Linked DNA regions of Mus musculus: regions 2 and 3 are each linked to region 1. A link is a contact called in public HiChIP or PLAC-seq and promoter capture Hi-C data. All regions are on one chromosome and are shown on one strand. Each heading gives the region's core, a stretch centred on a gene start, on an enhancer-like site or on the middle of the called end of the contact. The rest is flanking DNA. Distances are from core to core; before and after follow the strand shown.

What was found. Promoter capture Hi-C pulls out the DNA fragments that hold promoters and counts their contacts. HiChIP or PLAC-seq counts read pairs in DNA pulled down with a chosen protein or histone mark.
Region 2: a contact with region 1 is called in a promoter capture Hi-C map of stem cell-derived epiblast-like cells, with 3 times the contacts expected there. The contact joins the promoter of Mael here to the promoter of Creg1 in region 1. A contact is called at or near these places in 13 of 39 promoter capture datasets (the 3T3-L1 cell line, cranial neural crest, embryonic stem cells and 6 more), 1 of 15 datasets of contacts at CTCF or cohesin (large pre-B cells), 1 of 484 Hi-C or Micro-C datasets (embryonic stem cells), 2 of 115 datasets of contacts at active chromatin or transcription factors (astrocytes and embryonic basal ganglia) and 1 of 9 other capture datasets (pancreatic islet).
Region 3: an H3K4me3 HiChIP or PLAC-seq map of bone marrow-derived macrophages shows a contact between it and region 1, with 3 times the contacts expected there. The contact joins the enhancer-like site here to the promoter of Creg1 in region 1. A contact is called at or near these places in 15 of 39 promoter capture datasets (the 3T3-L1 cell line, the C10 cell line, cranial neural crest and 10 more), 1 of 15 datasets of contacts at CTCF or cohesin (embryonic stem cells), 17 of 484 Hi-C or Micro-C datasets (B cells, CD4 T cells, CD8 T cells and 7 more), 19 of 115 datasets of contacts at active chromatin or transcription factors (bone marrow-derived dendritic cells, bone marrow-derived macrophages, cardiomyocytes and 7 more) and 2 of 9 other capture datasets (adipose tissue and macrophages).

The regions. Positions count from the first base shown.
Region 1 is chr1:165,761,467-165,765,899 of GRCm38.p6, forward strand. It overlaps Creg1 (cellular repressor of E1A-stimulated genes 1), which reads left to right and starts at 2,292. Exons shown (of 4, transcript NM_011804.3): 1 at 2,292-2,672. The coding sequence starts at 2,319.
Region 2 is chr1:166,236,160-166,240,592 of GRCm38.p6, forward strand. It overlaps Mael (maelstrom spermatogenic transposon silencer), which reads right to left and starts at 2,585. Exons shown (of 12, transcript NM_175296.4): 1 at 2,376-2,585; 2 at 2,104-2,196; 3 at 714-813. The coding sequence starts at 2,507.
Region 3 is chr1:166,112,805-166,117,237 of GRCm38.p6, forward strand. All of the region lies in intron 2 of Dusp27 (dual specificity phosphatase 27 (putative)), which reads right to left. Among named protein-coding and RNA genes, the nearest start is that of Dusp27, 13 kb to the right of the region's middle. Within about 2 kb of position 2,402, at least 10 of the 459 cell types and tissues checked have an H3K27ac peak or open chromatin away from gene starts, as enhancers often do. A contact at or near this core is called in bone marrow-derived macrophages and hematopoietic stem and progenitor cells, where this site is marked.

The DNA.
Region 1 (4,433 bases), core at 1,042-3,541:
CAGCATGAGTCTGTCAGCAAAGCAGACACAGTCCTTTTGTGCAGTTGAGCAGGACTCCAGGACCTGAGACCAGAGGGACAGCATTAGACAGAGACAGCATTGCTTTTGAAGCTCTAACAAGATGGAGCCTGAACGGGAGGACAGGCTTCCCCTTAAAGCCTGGAGAGGAACTTCACTTAGGGTGTGAGTAAGGGCTGGAGAGATGGCTCAGCAGGTAAGAGTGCTGGCTGCCTGCTCTTCCACAGGTCCTGAGTTCTATTCTCACCAACCACATGGTAGCCCACAACCGTCTGTAATGGGATCTGATGCCCTCTTCTGGCACACAGATGTACATGCAGATAGAGCACTCATACATAAAATAAATCATAAAAAACAACAACAACAACAAAAAAGAATGTGTGTAGTACAAACAGTTTAAGCTTATCTCTGACTAGCTTACAAATAAATGAGACTCAGGCTATGGCTATTTTATTTGGCTTTGATGAATACTGGGGGTGACCCCTAATCTACTCTTCTAACTACAGGCCTGGCTTCCTCTCTATTGGTGTACCCCAGACACTTGCTGTTTCTCCTGACCATGTGCTCATGGTACCTCCTCCTCCTCTTCTTCCTCTTTCTCTACTCCTCCTCCTGCTCTTCCTCTTCCTCCTCATCTTCTTTCTCCTCTTCTTCTTCCTCCTCCTCCTCCTCTTTCATTCTTCCTCTTTCCCCGTCTCACCTACCTCTAATCCTTCCAATGACTGGCTGCAGCCAATTTTATTTAACCAATAGATGTAAATCAAGGAACAAGGTCTGTACAACAAAAGCTTGTAAGCATGAGAAGTCACTAATAGGGCTAGACTTTCTCATATAGAACCTAGCATTACAATACATAGCAAAAGACCAAACCTCAACACACGTGAATGGGAGAGAGAGAGAGAGAGAGAGAGAGAGAGAGAGAGAGAGGCAGAGACAGAGAGAGAGACAGAGAGACAGACAGAGATCAGGAGAAAGACAGAGTAGTGGGCCAGATTGGGGTGGGGGGCTAGCTAGAGGCAGACCTCAGAATATCTTTCCAGAAATCTCCTTTAGGAGTCTCACACCAGTCCCTAGAATAGAGGCTAAGCCTGATTTTTATATCATTTTAGAGGTGTCAGGAAGTTTCACATCCCATGATTTAGTTCATCCTGGCCTACATGACAGGGAGCTGGGTGCCACAGACTAAGAGGAGCTGCCAAGGAGCTGAAGGGGTCTGCAACCCTATAGGTGGAACAACAACATGAACTAACCAGTACCCCCAGAGATCGTGTCTCTAGCTGCATATGTAGCAGAAGATAGCCTAGTCGGCCATCATTGGGAAGAAAGGCCCCTTGGTCTTGCAAACTTTATATGCCCCAGTACAGGGGAACACCAGGGCCAAGAAGTAGGAGTGGGTGGGTAGGGGAGGGGGGGGTACAGGGGACTTTCGGGATAGCATTTGAAATGTAAATGAAGAAAATACCTAATATTTTTTTAAGAAAGAAAAAAGAGTAGCGGCTAAGCACGGACTGCTTCATAACTCTGTTAGGAAGAGAGAGAGCTGCAGAGAGGTGTGGCCTGATTCAGACTATAGGATGGGTGGGGCTTAAAAGATTCTAACAGTGGCCACAGTTTTAAAACGACGCAAACACGTTTGCATACATTTTCTAACTCCCTAGGGTAGCAGAATGAAAATCCTCCACGGGCTTGGAGGATCTGCCAGAATAAATGCATGAAACCACGAATTTAACCGAGCTAGATGACTTGACAGGTCTCAAATGGACAAGGTCAAAGTCTTGAGTGGGATACCGAAAACTAACAAAGTGGCTTTATCTGAAGACTCTTCTGGGCCAGGAATTTTTAAGTTCCTGCATGTCGGTATTTCTGTACTGTACTACATATAGGCTTGCTTGCTAACAGTCAGTAAACAGAAAAGAGCACACAGAAAACTCACGTTCTCTTAGATGCCAGGCAAGCATACTCAAAGACATTAAAAAGGAGGTGTGTGCGTGCATGCAGGCAGCTTTTTTCTAGCACTGTGACTTAGGAAGTTGCTTAATTTCTTCTAGACCTCATTTATCTGTCTGTAAATCAAACAAGCAAAACAAATATCTCTTTAGGGCAAATTCGCACTCTTCACAGAGCAGATCACAGGACACGGTGAACAGACCATATGCTTCTGGAAACTGGGTTGCACTGGAGCCACGCCCCCTCTTGCCTGCTCATCTCTGATTGGCTTTCTCGGAGGGGCGGAACAACGGGCAGGCAATAGTTACCCCGGCAGAGTTTGGTCGGTGGGCAGGGACTCCGCAGTCAGCGTCATGGCTGCCCGTGCTCCTGAGCTCGCGCGTTCCCTGCTTGCTGCCCTTCTGGCGCCCGCGCTGGTGGCACTACTGGTGTCGCCGGCCTCGGGTCGCGGAGGCCGGGACCACGGGGACTGGGACGTGGACAGGCGATTGCCTCCGCTGCCACCCCGCGAAGACGGGCCGCGCGTGGCCCGCTTCGTGACTCACGTCTCAGACTGGGGCTCGCTGGCCACTATCTCCACAATAAAGGAGGTGCGCGGCTGGCCCTTCGCGGACATCATCTCAATCAGTGACGGTCCTCCGGGAGAAGGCACGGGCGAGCCCTACATGTACCTGAGTCCACTGCAGCAAGCCGTGAGCGACCTGCAGGTGAGCGGGAGCGCGGCGCGGTTTCCCAGACCCGGCAGAGCAGGAAACCAGCGTCTCCAGTTTAGCTCGCTGGGGAGAGCGTGGGTCTTAGAGATAAGACTTTTGAACCCAGCTCACATGACTGTCTCTTCTGGCCTGCGCTGGCTAGGCGGAGGTTGTAGCATCCCAGATGTTGGGGAACTACCAGGAAGTTCCTACTTACCCTGTTACTGGTCTAAGCGCTTGGGGTAAATTCTTTGCCAGTACCTGGAGCACTTCACACCCTTCAGATAGTCAGGCGTCCTCTTTAGGCGCTGTCTCTGCATAAACTGCACTCTTGTGATCTAAAGGCATACAGATTGTTGGATAGTTTAGCGTTTGGCTTATGTGACTTCGGAGATTCTCTTCCCTACCTTTACCTATCAGCAGTGGGAAACTACTACACAGCATTATAGTTGACTGCGGACCTGGCTCTGCTTACAGCTCAGGTGGAAACAGCCTGGGAGGGAAAGGCCACACAGGAGCCCAGAAATGAAGCCTGACTCGGTGGAGGGTCTGTGGCAAAACTGAGAAAGCTTGGTGTCGTGGTAAACAGTGAGCCAAGAGACGCCGACGCTTTAACCAAGCCCTTGCCATGGTATGTGCCTAGGGCTTTTCGGTTCCACCTGTTTTCATTCATTGTCTCTTGTAGTAACTCTTAGAAACAGGCATGGCTATTCCGGGTTTACAGATGAAGACATGAGGTTAAGTAATTTGCGCAAAGCCAGGGGGCCAACCCTAGTTCACCTCAGACCCACTTGTCTTCAAAGCACAGGCCACAGGACTGGGACCCATGTGCTAGAATAGAAGAGACCCGTTTTCTTCAGCCTCCACAGAGTTCTGTATTGTTCTAAACAAATTTAAATTAGCTACTGCCTTTTAAAACTGCAATCCTAGGGGCTAGGGAAATAGCCCAGTTGGTAAAATACTTGCCATGTAGGCGCGAGGACCTGTATTTGGTCCTCAGTACCCATCTTGACAGCTTGCACGCACATGTGATCCTACACTGGCTCAACGGCTTGCACACACTTGCACACACGTGTGATCTTGCACTGGCCAGGTGGCTAGCTCCCTGGCCTGCCAGCCAAGCGGAGTCAGTGAGCTTCAGACCGCAGGGAGAGAGAGCCTGGCTCAAAAAGCCAGTTGGATGGCTCCAGCTTCTGAGGAGTGACCTCCAAAACTGACCTCTGGCCACACCATACACTCATTAATACCCAATGCACCTGTGGTGCACCTGCACTCTGCACGCGTGCGCACACACACGCAGGATAAAATTTTAGAGAACAAAGTCTATTGATTTGCTCTTTAAGTTTCTAACTCTTCTTGAAAAGGTTAAAGACCTAGCAGCACTGGGAGTGGGGGTGGGGCTATATTTTTCTGAGAGACAAAAGTAATAGAAGCCGCTGTCCCTCCCAGCCAGATATATTGACCCCAACTCGCCCCTTTTTTTAACCAGCCCGTTTCACTTCTCTAGAATCTGCTATTCACCCGTTCTCTCTACCCCAGAGGTGGCACTCAAGTGACCTGCGTAGCACTTGCAGAGAAGTTTTAAAATGCACTACCAAGCCACTTTATTCTAGAACAATGCCCCCTACTCCCTCAAACCCTCACTGGTGATCCTAATAGGAAGGGGACAGACTGAGCCTCGCCCCGACCCATGATCTTATTACTATCTGTGAGGTATCTGGGGTGTCATTATCCACACTGCCGAAATGGGGAGCACTGAGGCTTAGAGATGGGGGC
Region 2 (4,433 bases), core at 1,335-3,834, 470 kb after region 1:
CAGGGCTTCAATGTATTTATAAATTGTGGAATGATTAAAAGTCAAGCTAGTTAACGGATCCATCAATCCATAACCTCCTGTTTTTGTATTTCAACACTTAGAATCCACTCTTACTAGACTGGGAAATAGGTTAAAAGCCTTATCCTTCTTGTCTACCTCTATAATCTAAGTATGGAAGCTACAAAGAAGACTAATGTTTTATAATATATGAAGTGGTAGAAACCAAGAGACTTTTGTTACAATAACTTCCCAGTATTATTTCAACAAATGCAAATTAGTTTATCCAGCATTCCATCAGTGCTAGCATGTTTAAACCTGTATAGTCAAGGATTTTGAAATGTAGGATCAAATGAACAAAACACATTTTGGGGGTGGGATGCACTTGCATGGGTGTGGGGACTTGATGTCCTTGAGTGAGGCTATCACACACCAATCTCTAGTGTCACTCTCTAGGAGTTGTCCATGTTTCTTTGTGATGGATCTCTCATGGGCATCTGAGGTTTACTAACTAGCCAGGCTGCCTAGCTGTTGTGTCTCCACCTCCCAGCACAGGGATTATAAGCTAGCATGACCACCACTCTTTATATGGGTGCAGGTCCTTTCCATGGCATGGCAAACACTATTTCCATCCTCCCACATCATACAGAACATTTTTTAAAAAATTGCCCAATATGCTATCCAAATTTGAGTGAAGTATTTTAGGAATACTCTACCTTGATCACTTTTTATAGATAAATTTGACATATCAGGGGGAGAAATACTTGGTTTTGGTACAAGCATGCCTGGCCTCCTCAGTGGTGTAGATACAAGTTTCTGAAAGTAAGAGAATCACCAATCAAACACTTTTAAGCAGAGCCATTGCTAGATACTTTACTTCCCATATTTAAATGTAATAAAGTAACCTCAAAATAGCCCGTGGACTATGTCAGCATTCCCTCAAGGCCAATGAAAACATTATTTTTATCAGTAAATACCAGCCAACCACAGCACTCTATGGGAAGGCGAGTATAAGTAGCTATAGCTGAAAGCCATTTGCGCACTCTCTATCATCTTACTTCCCCGAGTCACTACCTACTAAACGCCAGGCTGGTGTGCAGAATAAGAGTATTTAAAGAAAACAGAACAAAATCCTAAAGTCTATAATGTTATTTGTGGTTTTCATTTAAAAGTGAAAATTACAAAAGGTTGTGCCTCCAACTATCACAACTCAAGCACGTACAATATACTTAAGTTTTGTGGAGAATTTTTTCTTCAAATTTTCATTCCCCCCCCCCCCCCCCCCCGTGTGTGTGCTTGGCTGCATGTATGTGTGTCACGTGTGTGTGCGCAGCACCAGTGGAAGCCAGAGGAGGGCATCAGAACCCTTGGGAACTGGAGTTACAGATGGCTGTGAGTCACCATGTGGGTGCACCGACTCAAATCTGGAACTTTTGGAAGAGTAGCCAGAGCTTTTAGCCAGTGAGCCATCACTAGTCCCTTAAGGAGATATGTTTTATAGAAAAATCTGATAAGAGCAATCAAAGCTCACAAGCACAGATCCTCAAAAATCCACCTGACTTAAGACATCAACTTAAAATGTAAATCTACCTACCATATTTACAAATAACTTGCCACAATTTTGAATTTCAATCCAATGTCACAAATTTAAGAATGAAATTTCGGTATGTACAAACAGAAAAGCAGCATAAGGGAGAAGAAAAAGACTTCTTTATTGACCTTGTAGATACTGACTTAGTAGTCTACTATCCCAATACTCTGGAATTTGCTTAACTATTTGGGGGGGGGGGGGGTTCTGTAGGATCTACAAATGTTAACCCAGGTCTTCACGTCTTGTTATTACAATATTTAAAGAACTGTTAACAAGCTTGTTTCTAGGAACCATTTAAATAAAAGCCTACGCTTTTTAAAAATTATTATTACAGCTGTCTAACCGGTAAGAACTGAAAGGCAGTCGGGGAGCCGTTTAGTGCAAACCCTGACCCCCAACCCCAAACCTGCCTTTCCCCTGGGGCTTCTGCACTATCTGGAAACTTCCCGAAGGTTCCTCGGGCTCCACCGTGGCTGGAGTCCAAGGGTGGGCGGGCGAGAGGTGGCTGCCCTTACCTGCTTCTCTGAAGGCCCAGAATCCTTTCCCTGGGCTGCTCTCCACTCTCGAGCCATTTCTGAGTATTTCTCCTTCTCATCCTCCCTCAAGAGCTTGGGGAGAAGAGGGATACAAGAGAGGCGAGCTGTGAGGGTGAGGCGTCCGATCCACACCCCGGTTCTGGAAGGTTCTGTCGGTTGGTCCTGCCCTTGGGCTGTGTCCCCTCCACGGGCTCCCCCCAGGCTGGGTTCCCACCGCGCCCTCCCCGCTGCCCAACTGCCCGCTGCCTCACCGCCCAGTCGGCCGAGCAGTAGGGGATGGCGTCTGCCACGCGGGCCACCGGCAGGCCTCGCCGGCGCAGTTCGGGAATCTTCTCCTGTACGAAGAAATAGTAGGCATTGCGGCTGGCCCTGCGGTTGGGCATGGCGTCGTCGGGCCTCGACGCCCTCCAGAGACGCAGCAAGCAGCCGGCGCCCTTGCCGGGCTCCCGCCCTTAGTAACCGAGCTCGGAGCCTGCGCGCGCTTCAGCCCGGCACTTGGCCAATCAGGGTGCAGCGCGCAGCCGCATTGGGCCCCCTGCTGTGGGGGTGAAAACAGCCTGAAACTGGATTCCACCTCGTGCGTGAGGGGGCGGAGGGGGCGGGAGGGAGGAGGAGCGAGGCGCAGGTGGGGAGAGCACTGTGATTGGCTGACTCGCTTGCCCGGTAGGCGGGGATTGTCACGTGGTAGGCCTGGTACTTTTATTATTATTTTTTCCCTGTACATTGTTGCTTGATGTACCCCGTTAGTAGGAAGAGGACTCGCAGGTGCTTTCGGTTCCTGGGTGTTTCACATTCCCGAACTAGCGAGCTTGTGTAAAGCACTGAGAGGGAAAAGGTGGGGACAGGAGGGTGTTTTCAAGACGACGACAAACAACAACAACAACCACAACATATTTGAAAACTTCTGTTTCACAAAACATCCATGAATAAAGTTTTATAGGCTTTCTTATAAGGTCTGGGTAATTTGGGGAGGGGTCAGTTTTATTAGTAGGTATCATTTTTCGAAGTTATTGTGAAATGCTTTTCTCATCTACTTGGTTACTGCTGACTCAAGGTTGAGCCTGTGTATTTAGTAATAGTGAGTTCTCATACTGGTTCAAACTGTGCTGCTTGATCTTGCCTGGGTTTTCTCATTGCACTTCCCAACTACATTCCTTTGTGTATTCGAGTTACTTAATTTGTGTATAAGTAGAGTTGAAAATTCATTTAAAATTTTTATCTTTTCAGATAACTTGATCATCTTTTCTCTCTGTCACTGACAGATAATCAGCCAGATTAGACCAGATTAAAAGTAGATAATGGCAGGTTTATTTGGAGGCAGCTCTCTGGTGGGTTCATCGGATTTCACAGGTCAAGGTCAGCAAGGTCACATATCCAGGCAAAAACAAGGGTTAGTTTTTTTGTTTGTTTGGTTGGTTGGTTTTTTAATGGGTCTTGGGCATGGGGTGATGACATGTGAGTTAGGAGCTGGTATTTGCCCTTACATGGTCAAAAAGTGAGCCCCTGAGCAGGCACTCATGGGTGGGTTGCTGGAACACTGAGTAGTGAGGTGTTTTTTCTTTGTAGGTGGAGTTGGTGGAAGGGGAATAAACAGGGTTTTCCAGCTTGTGAAGAGACTGAACAGGAGTCCCAGCCTAGCAATGACCTCAGTTTTAATTGTTTGCTAGTAATGTTGCTAAATTTTTCTGGTATTGAACCAGTCAACATTTATAGTATACACTCTTCTTGATCATGAATCGTCGCTGACACTTGAAGTGTTGCTGACACTTTAAAAACGTTTTTCTGTCTTAGTAGATAATGGATTGTTTTTGTGGTGCTTCCTTTAGGGATCAGAGGAAGTTCTGAGTGAGTAGCGTCCCGAAAGAATGTGCTTTTGTTGACGTGGGCAGGACCATGACCCAAAACATACCAGTGAGAAACTGGCAAAGTTGTTACCTATATGGGCCAGGCGCCAGAGAAATGATAAAGCTTTCCTGGAGAGTATGAGAATGAATGTTTATGAATGAATAATTGATTGCTCAGTGCTAGCAATTACTGTGGCCCCCGAGTGGATGTTTACAGTCTGAAACTGCTCACCTGCACAGACCTCCTATGGCGACTCGCTAACTCCCCTTCTTTGGTACCTAATAGATATATTGAGGTTCTAGGTATCAGCAGGTTAGAAGACTCACACCAGATCCCAGCGACACTGTGGGTCTGTGTACATCTGTTCTTTCTTTATTCCATCTCTGCCTGTGGTTAGGGAGGGTTCCAAGACCCAAGTCACACGTGATTGGACAGCTGTTCTTACTAAATATTGGTATCAGGGT
Region 3 (4,433 bases), core at 1,152-3,651, 350 kb after region 1:
AAGGTTAGGACCCCTGTGAAGTTCACCAGTGAACTGCACTCTGCATGAGTTCTGTTTTCCAGGTACGAGTGAGCACTGAGTTTCCTTGATCATCTAGTCTTGCCTTTGGAAACAGTGATTTTAAAAAGTAGGATGGATGACTTAGTGGAAAACAATTCTCAGTGCCTTCTGGGAATGTAATACAAATGTCCCACTGGGTAGTTACTGTTACTCTTCTTTCACAGATGACGAAGTGTGATCAGGGAACTGAAGAATATGGTCCAAATGGCAAAATGAAGATGCAAACAGGGTCGTGGTGCTCAACGTCCAGCCTTGTCTTTAGCACAATACACCAGTACCATTTAGGTTGCCACAGTGAGATGAGTTCATCAGAGAAGGCAATGCCAGCCAGGTTCCCAGGCCCAATACAGATCCAGCCATAGGAAAGCAGCTCATGAGATACTTGTGAGATCATGCACAGAGGGATGGATTTGGGCCAAATAAAGTTGAGCTGAGAAAAATCTAGCTGCTCTGAATAGAGAAAATTTGAGGTAAGCTGGAATAAAATGCATTGATTACCAGACAACCTCTCTTGTAGGTATGCGTGAGACCAGAGTATACTCTCAGGAGACTAGTGTGCTCACTGTCAGAAAGGCAAGGGGAAAATGCCCTCCTAGAAGAAAGAGGTGGCCTGTGACTCTACTCAGAGCATGACCAGATCTGCCTATGCAGACCAAGGAACAGCACAGTGTGGCTTAATTACCCATAGTTCCTGAGGGCTTTCCAATCAAAGTTCCCAATAGCAATGGGTCATTGAGGGCTTTCCTATCTTAGCCTCAAGTACTCCTTATGAACAGAAAGTGCAGTTCCAAGTATACATAGGGCTTCAGAATTACTGTGTAGAAGTCAAATGTCCCCAGACGCTCCCATGTTTGAAGAGCTGGCCCCTAGTTGATGATGCTATTTGGAAGGTCATGGAACTTTTGGCCTACCTGGTGAAAGTACCTTGAAGACTGTATGTATCTCAGGTTCAGGTCTAGTGTCCTCTGTCTTCTGGTCCATCTCTGTATATTCCCAAGATCAAGGATGTAGCCAATCCTACAGCTAATGCTTTCCCTATCATGATAGATTGTTTTCTCTCCAAAACCATAAGCTAAAATAAAACGTTTTTCTCTTGTGTCATCCTGTCAGTTATTCAGTCACAACGATGAAAAAGTAGGAAATACAGAAAATTGGCATTGGGGGTGGAGAAATGGCTAAGCAGTTAAGAGCATTGGCTGCTCTTCCAGAGGTCCTGAGTTCAATTCCCAGCAACCACATGGTGGGCTTACAACCATTTATAATGAGTTCTGATGTGGTCTCCTGGCATACAGGTGTATATACAGATAGAACACTCATACACATTGACTAAATGAAAAGTATTTTTTTAAAAAGAAAAGGGAATTGATATCAATAAAATGATATTATTCTGTGACTAAAGCTGACCATACAGCTTTTGCAACTGGCTTATGATGTGCACTGTGGGAAAACAAAACTCTGAAGTGCTGTAAGAGGTTAATGGGCCACTCAAGTTGGAGCTCAGAACACTAGAATCCTGAGCAAAATGAGGACAATACAAACTTGGCTTGTGAGTTTCAGATGAGAACAGAGACTGTTGGGGACTGGGTTAGAGGTCATGCATGCCACACTCCAGAAAAGAATCTGGGGGGTGGAGAGATGGCTCAGTGGTTGAGAGCACTGACTGCTCTTCCTGAGTTCAATTCCCAACAACCACATGGTGACTCATAACCATTTGTAATGGGATGAGTTTCCCTCTTCTGGTGTGTTTGAAGACAGCGACAGTGTATATATAAATAAAACAAATAATTATTTTTTAAAAACTTGAGTGTTTGGTGTTTGTTTGTTTGTTTTGTTTTGTTTTGTTTTTTTTTTAAAGATTTATTTATTTATTATATGTAAGTACACTGTAGCTGTCTTCAGACACCCCAGAAGAGGGAGTTAGATCTCGTTACGGATGGTTGTGAGCCACCATGTGGTTGCTGGGATTTGAACTCTGGACCTTCGGAAGAACAGTCGGGTGCTCTTACCCACTGAGCCATCTCACTAGCCCCTGTTTGTTTGTTTTTATTAGAGGACACAACTAAAACTTTACCTTGAGTTTCTGAACTGACTTTGAACTAGTCAACACTGGTGAAACGATTAGGACTGTGGGGAATCTTAAAGTTGTCCCAATGCATTTCAAAATGCATCATGAAATGGCCACGATCCTGTGAGGACCAGGGATGGAACACTACAGTTTGAATATGAACTGTCCCCTGCAGGCTCCTGTGTTTGAACATTTGCTCCCTAGCTGGTGGTACTGTTTTGAGAACTTTTGGGATGTGTGGCAGAAGTGAGTCACTAGTTGACCTTGAAGGTTACACTTGCCTCCAGCTTGAACCTATTTCTCTCTGTTTCCTGGTTGGCTGCAAGGGAGGGACCACTATCACATGCCTCCACTGCCAAAGATGAAGTCATTCCCGTTATCATCTTCCCTGCCGTGGTGTACTATAATATCTCAGAAACTGTGTGCCCAAACCAACCTTTTTTTCCCCTTTAACTCTTCTTTCATTGGAAATTCTGTACCAGTAAAGAGGAAAGTAACTAACTCAGGAGGGAACAACTGCAGATATTACCATTGCAAGAGAGAACAAGAGATATCTTTAGAGATCTCATTGCTTGGTAAAAACAATGAAAAACAAAAGTAGAGTACCCATTGATGTAGGGACAGTTTAGGCAGCCATCTCATGCCTGTCTCCAGAGCATGGGGATAAATGAGCAGTGAATGGGTAAGTGCATGTACCTGAAAAATGGATAAAAACTGATAAATGGATGACTGTCTGCCTAGGTGGATTACTCTAGGCATCGGGAAAACTGTCTGCATCCCATCAGAGGAATCAAACTCCACGGTCTCTGAGGTTCTGCTCTTTGACCTTCTCTCCAGCCCAAGTCCTTGCACTAGGTTCTTCATATTCTACTCCTGTCTGGCACTCTAGTCTTCATAAAGTTGTTTCCTTCTGCCACAGGTCTTGGCGGAAGCCTGTTATAGCAGTGTGGTTGCTTAGTCTCCTCTTCTTTCGGGTCTCAGTTCGACCATCTCTTCTTTAGGGAAGTCCCTTCTAGTCTTACATCATACTGCTTTCCTTTGTGTTATTCTACCAAATGAAACTTCAGACTTACTTATGAAATGTGTTCCTAAGTAGCTGTTTCCTGTGCTTGTCTCTGCTCTGCATGAGGGAAGGAAGGGAAGGAATGTGGATGGATATTCTGTTGAGCATTGTGTTCTAGAACCTAGGCAATGTATGGCTTGGCACCCAGCAAATGGTATAACAGGTATTTTCTGACTCACAGACTGAATTTGTCCTTAGTGGCACTGCATTTAAGGGAACATGGCAGTTACAACAACCAGCAACAAGATCTACAACTGATCAAGTATTTGCTACGTGTGAGGCCCAAAAAGCAAGCCAAATGCAAAACCTACATTATGGCTGTGCTCTGTCCCTACGTGGTCTCCGCACTCCTGAAGCCAAGTTGTACAATCTTTAAGGCTTACATGAACAGCTAGCCCTTTTTTTCTTCAGCTGGAAGAAGGACTGTCCGCAGGTCATTTGGGTTAAACTGGGCAGCAGCTGAGTTTCTACAAGACATTTTAGTCTATTTTTTAAGGTCACTGTGCCTTTTTCCATTCTATCTGCCTGTCAGCACCCCCTTCCCCCAAGGATTGCAGTGAAATAACAGCTATTTATTCTTTGGTTTTCATCTTTCTTGGGGGCAAGATGGTGGTTCCTCTAGTTCTTCTAGCCACCTTGCTGGATCGTGGGCCCAGGTCTTGAGGCAGGTTCCCCTCCTGGATTATGGTATTCTCCCTGGGAGTCCTGAGCTGTCATACATTGCATAGTAATTTCCTCTGCATTGAAACACTCCTTTCTGGAGGAAGGAAGAAGGTTTCTTACCATTCAGGAAGTAAATAACTCACAAGTCTCAGGAAGTTCCTGAAACTTAAGAAGATGTGTACAGCCTCTCTTCAGGGTTATATAAACAATAAACTTCCCAAGAAGAAATTCTCCAAACTACAGACAGACAGCCTGTACTTTGTGCAGACAGCTCCCAGGGAACATCTTTCACAAGTTGTCATCCATGGTAGACCCCAAAAGGCTTTCTCACATCTGTGATCTGACACTGATTGAAATTAACACAAGATGTGCCCTCAATTATCTGCTGTGGAAAGATGCCCACAAGGAGTTTAGCATGTGGTGTTGGTGGGAACTTGGTCTGGTTCACTTTTTTTGAGGGGCCTTGATCATGCATGTCATTTCCTCTAAACTATGGTCCCTTCAAATGAAGATCGGTGCTTTTGTATGGCGTTGTTTGGTTTTGTGGCACCTGGTCTCACTAGGTAACCCAGTCTGGCCTGA